Linked DNA regions of Sus scrofa: region 1 is linked to region 2. A link is a contact called in public Hi-C data. All regions are on one chromosome and are shown on one strand. The core of a region is the stretch at or near the end of the contact, and the rest is flanking DNA. Distances in the headings are between cores, read along the strand shown.

What was found. A called contact is a pair of places that touch in the nucleus more often than the background predicts.
Region 1: a Hi-C map of alveolar macrophages shows a contact between it and region 2, with 1.8 times the contacts expected there. The contact joins two enhancer-like sites. A contact is called at or near these places in 3 of 47 Hi-C or Micro-C datasets (alveolar macrophages, mesenteric adipose tissue and subcutaneous adipose tissue) and 1 of 2 datasets of contacts at active chromatin or transcription factors (alveolar macrophages).

What each region holds. Positions count from the first base shown.
Region 1 is chr8:131,030,166-131,032,865 of Sscrofa11.1, reverse strand. PKD2 (polycystin 2, transient receptor potential cation channel) reads left to right here. Exons shown (of 15, transcript NM_001245979.1): 5 at 1-51; 6 at 2,668-2,700. Among named protein-coding and RNA genes, the nearest start is that of PKD2, 27 kb to the left of the region's middle. Within about 2 kb of position 1,310, at least 37 of the 83 cell types and tissues checked have an H3K27ac peak or open chromatin away from gene starts, as enhancers often do. A contact at or near this core is called in alveolar macrophages, where this site is marked.
Region 2 is chr8:130,645,177-130,647,876 of Sscrofa11.1, reverse strand. All of the region lies in intron 8 of HERC6 (probable E3 ubiquitin-protein ligase HERC6), which reads left to right. Among named protein-coding and RNA genes, the nearest start is that of HERC6, 19 kb to the left of the region's middle. Within about 2 kb of position 1,411, at least 16 of the 83 cell types and tissues checked have an H3K27ac peak or open chromatin away from gene starts, as enhancers often do. A contact at or near this core is called in alveolar macrophages, where this site is marked.

The DNA of each region.
Region 1 (2,700 bases), core at 61-2,560, 390 kb before region 2:
TATTGACTTTTCCGTGTACAACGCCAACATCAACCTGTTCTGTGTGATCAGGTGTGTACAAGGCCACACGCATCCTTCCCACTTCTGTGTGTTTGTATCCATCCTAGGGTGGAAATAGGCCAGAGCACGGCTGCCTGCCGTTGGCTAAATGAGAATGTCACGGATCAGAGCTGACAGCAAGGTGGGGCGGAAACCAAGCTTCCCAGGATAGGGATATCTGGCGGAAGGAAGTTAGGATCCTTGAATATTCTAAGTTGGGAGGAACCTTAGGTCTGGGCCAGGTGCATCCCAAAGCTGGAACATTCCCAGATAAAGCACTGTGTTTGGCTAACATCTACCCTTTCCCACGTGAAGGATGATTGGTGCTCCGTGCTCTGTTACCGAGGCCCCCAGCCATCAAATCTTGATTCCGCTCCCTTAGTTTCCCACTCTCTGATGAAGCGCATGCTATTAGAACACAGGTGCAGTAGGCAGGAGCGATGCCTGGGTTCCTATTCGAGGATCTGCTCGTGTTTGAGATCTACCAAGAGCGGGTCACGTTCCTTCTACAGACCCCATGACGTTGCGATCAGGACTGCTCCGGTGATAGGACGCTGGCAAAGACCCCACTGGCTTGCCTGGGGCTTCTTGTTCATGCATTCATTCAGCGAGCATTTAGTGGCCATTCAGTATGTGCCAGGCGCTGTTCAAGACTCTTGGGAGGCATCGGTGAACAGAATAAAGATCCCTGCCCTTGTAGAGTTCACATTCAACTAGATAAGAGAGGTAAGAGAGAAAAACAATAAAAACAAATGAATTAAATGGCATATTAGAAGGTAAAACATGCTCTAAAAAAGTGGGACGAGACAAGAGGAATCCTGAGTTCACCCACTTTAATCCTCCAGGTGAACGTGGCAGCAACATCCAAACGTTGTCGCCATGAATTACTTCCGCCAAACAAGAAGGATAAATTCTCGTGATGTCCTTATTTGGTGATTATTTTTGAGGCTAAACTCAACTCTGCATTACAGAGCTCGTTGGATTTTCCCAGTCTGTAACAACTTTGGTAGAAAATAATATCATATTAAATCAAGTAAGAGTTATCACTAAAAAATGTATGAAAATCTACTGCAATTATGAATGATTCCAGGGAGCACAGGAAGAGGATTAAAAAGCAGGCAGGACGCGCTGACATTTAAGGAAATATCTATTTATAGAAGGTATAAACGAGTATGTCTTTCACTTCCTCCACATGCTTTCCGAGTGACTGTTGTCCAGGCAGTTGCTTCATTTCTCTTAACTGTTGCTTCAGTTTCTGGAGGGGGTGACAGTGCAGAATCAGACTGGAGCTGGGAGAGTGACTCAGCACACAGCAGCCACTTCCTGCCTTGCACGTTCACACAGCGGCTGTCACGAGACTCTTTGTTTCAGTGTTGCTGTCCTGAGTGTGTGGTTCTCAGCCCCGCTCTCCAGCACATCCAATAGGAAGAAGCCAGCAGGCGGATAGTGCAAAGGAAGGAAGGTGGCTCGTGCTTTGACCAGCTCTCACTGGCCATGGTCCCTACCTGTACTTGATTATTGCTCATGCTTGAACCCTAGACACTCAGCTTCTAGGAGTGGCCACCTGTCCCGCCCGTCCTGTCATGGGAGAGATGGTGACGCCTGCGTGGACTAGAGGTTTTGCAGATGTCCTAAAATTAGGGAGCTAGAGATTCTATTTCCAGTGCGATGGGGAGATTGTACCATTAAGTGGATCATGTAACTTTCTCTGTGACATCTACGAATGACAATTCGCATCTCTGTGACAATGCGAATTTGGCAAGAAACATCTTCAGTTCTGATAAAGCGCTGAAGACCGGTGCCAAGGCTATGAATGTGAAAACGTAGGTTACTGGGTCAGACAGTCAGACATTTACCAAACACCGATTGACTATAAGGCTCTAAGTCTCAATAGCCAAAGTACCCCCTAGGCAAATTATCCCGTGCTCCTTTGTTGTTACCAAGTGCATGAATGAGAAACTCAGTCGCTATCTCTATATGTATATGAAATTCTCATCCTACTTCTCATCCTATTTATGAAGATGATGTATATTTATGTTTTTCATTGCCTACTTGAATGACTGGCATTTAATAGAAGTCCTAGAAAGGCTTGTTTGTTGATTAACTTCTGCATTTAAAAAACAAGTATACGGAGTCCCCATAGTGGCTCGGTGGAAACGAAACTGACTCGTATCCATGAGCATACGAGTTTGATCCCTGGCCCTGCTCGGTGGGTTAAGGATCTGGCGTTGCTGTGCGCTGTGGTGTAGACCGGCAGCTGCAGCTCTTATTTGACTCTTAGCCTGAGAACTTCCATATGCCACAGGTGCGGCCCTAAAAAGAAAAAAAAAAAGTACATACAACATTTTGAGTGGTATAAATTTGAGAAAAGTGAATGGGAGACTGAGAAGGAAGGATCTCTTTAATCTGAGAGGCCCCAGGAAGTCTTATTCCTTTTGTGACACAGAATTCTACAAGGATGGAGTTCCTGTCATAAAAATAGTTTGCCACTCATTTGGGGTGAGTTGCGGTTGCGGTTTTATTACCTTCTCATGCAGGGACAGAATAGATGGTGTCCTTTCCTGGCTGCCTCCACGTGTTGTCAGTGCTGATGCGGCTATTGTTTTAATTGTTCTTGTTGCAACGCAGGTTATTGGTCGAGTTCCCAGCCACAGGCGGAGT
Region 2 (2,700 bases), core at 162-2,661:
TTTAATCCTCGTGTCAGCTCCAATTGCCATTAAATTCTGCATTTTACAGAAAAAACACTACGTCTCAGGGAGGTGGACTCACCCAGAGTTTCACTGCTAAGAAGCAGCAGAGCTGGTTTCAGACCTCAGCAATCCAGCTCCAAAGCTCACCCCATTACCCACCATGTTCTAGTGCCCTCTTAATTATTAACAGAGAGGATTTTATTTTTATATTTCTGGGTGACTTCCGAAATGTTTGTAGGGAGACAAAAGTATACATACTTATTTTTGTAATTTGAACTTTCTTCTATTATTGGGAATGTTTTAAACTTGACATCCATATGGACTCTTACCGTGTGCCCTGGGACAGAAGATGGTCAGAAGCCAAGGTCTCTGGGCTCTGGGGAGAGTCAGGAGACTGTGCTTGGTTGCTCTCTTACAGGCAGCACGTCAGCAAAGGCCTCCTGTCTCAGGCTCTGCTCAGGGTGCTTGTGGTAACGTGACTAATACCCTCAAGCTTATCTTCATTCATGACATTTGGATTCTATATGGAAAGACAGGCAAGAAACACAAAATGCAAAATAAATACGATTGTATTAGAGTGTGGCGAGTGCTCCAAAGACAAAAAAGGAACCATTTGAGACTGATGAGGTGGGCGCCTTTAGAAACGTCAGTCAAGGAAGACGTCCTGGAGGCGGTGACATTTGAGCTGAGATCTTGGCCGTGATCCAGAGAAAGAGTGTTCCAGGTGGAGGGAACCGCACAGAGAAAGGCCCTGGGGCAAGAAGAAGTGTAGCGTGCGGGAGGGGCAGAAGGGGAGCCAGTCTGGCAGAGCATAGTCCGGAAGGGTGAAGAGCTGTGTGAGGCGGAGCCACGTGGGAGAAGACTTTGGAGAAGAGATCCAGAGTTTTAGTTGCGTGTCCAAATCTGGATCCAGGGCTAGCACTGGAATGCACACCTGTGGTTATTCAGCATGGTGACGCAGCGGCTTAAGGATCTGGTGTTGTCACTGCTGTGGCTCGGGTTGCTGCTGTGGCTCAGGTTTGATCCCTGGCCTGGGAATTTCCGTGTGCCACGGGCGCAGCCAAAAAAACCCAAATGAAATAAATAAACTTCAGATGGTATTTGAAGTCAGGGTCCTGGATAGAGAGTCACCTTACCTAGAGTGCGAGTAGAAAGGAGAAGAGAAAAGGGACAGAATCCTTGAGGGACTTCTCCACTAGGAGGCCAGACAGTGAGGAGGGGTCAGGAGAAGAACCGAGAAGCACCAGTTTCTGCGGTGGGGGAAAACCAGGAGAGGGTGGCGCGTGGAGACAGGAGATGACTGTGTTCTAGAAAGAGGAAGTAGCCAAACCTTTGACCTCCTGCAGAGAGGTCAAGTGAGACAAGCCCAGAGCTTGCTATTGTTTTGTCAAGGCTGAGTCATCACGGGGGAGAGAGGGTGCCACCTGCCTGAGGGCGACGGCCGAGACTAGAGCGGGGTAAGAGGCCACAAGGACTGTGACAGCTCCGAGCAGTTCTGTTGTGCGGGGAGGAGAGGACCGTGGGAGGGTTTTGTGGGTGTTTAGAGAGGCGGTCTGAAGGCATGTCCGTATGCCAGGGAGAAGGATCCGACGCAGGAGAGCAAAGCAATGATGCATGAGAAAGAGTGAATCGTGGCAGAGTCAGAGAAAAGGGAGCGAGGTCCAGCGTAGAAGGGAGGGCTTCGGACAGAAATGCTCATTCAGTTCTGGGGAACAGGGGAGCGAGGGGAGGCAGACTGTGGGAACCTGGTCAGCTCTTGCTGGGTTGCTTCGGTTTTCTCAGTGATGCCCAAGGCACGGTCCTCATCTGAAAGTGAACGATGTGGAGGAGAACTGGTACAGATTGAGGAGTAAAAGGAAGAGGAGCCGTAGTGTCTCTGCGTGAGAGAGAAAACACTGGGGGAGATTCCCGGACGGGAGAGAGTGCCCATTTGAAACTGGGGGTTGGAGACTTATGGTGCAATCAGTCAAGCCTAGTTGTTTGGTTTTTTTCCCTTTGATGTCAAGCTGCTTGGATTCCCTTGGCGTAGTTCGGAGCTGAGGTTAATTACACATGGATTTTTGCTGGGTAAATACGATAGGAAAGGGGCAGAAGACTTAGAGGTATTTGCAAAGGGCCACAGAATCTAAGCTGGGTAAGAACGACATGAGGAGGGTGACGAATAATGAACAAACTATGGTCAATGGATTGGAGAGCCCAGGGGCCTCAAAGAACTTCGGAGTGGGTTCAGCTATAACGTGTTCTAGTCTGCTCAGGCTGCTATAACAAGACACTATGGATTTGATGGGTTATAAACAGAAATTTATTTCTCACAGTGTTTGGAGGCTAGGAAGTCCAGAATGAAGATGCCAGCGTGTTTGATGAATGATGAGGTCCTGCTTTCTGATTTGTAGATAGCTGTCTTCTCAGTGTTCCTCACATGGTGGAAAGGGCTTAAGAGTTCTCTGGGGGAGTTCCTGTCACCGTGGCGCAGCAGCAACGAATCTGACTAGGAACCATGAGGCGGCGGGTTCAGTCTCTGGCCTCGCTCCGTGGGTTAAGGATCCAGCATTGCCGTGAGCTGTGATGTAGGTCACAGCCGCAGCTTGGATCCTGGGTTGCTATGGTTCTGGCGTAGGCCGGTGGCTACTGCTCTCATTGGACCCCTAGCCTGGGAACCTCCATAGGCCGCGGGTGCAGGCCCAGAAAGACAAAAGA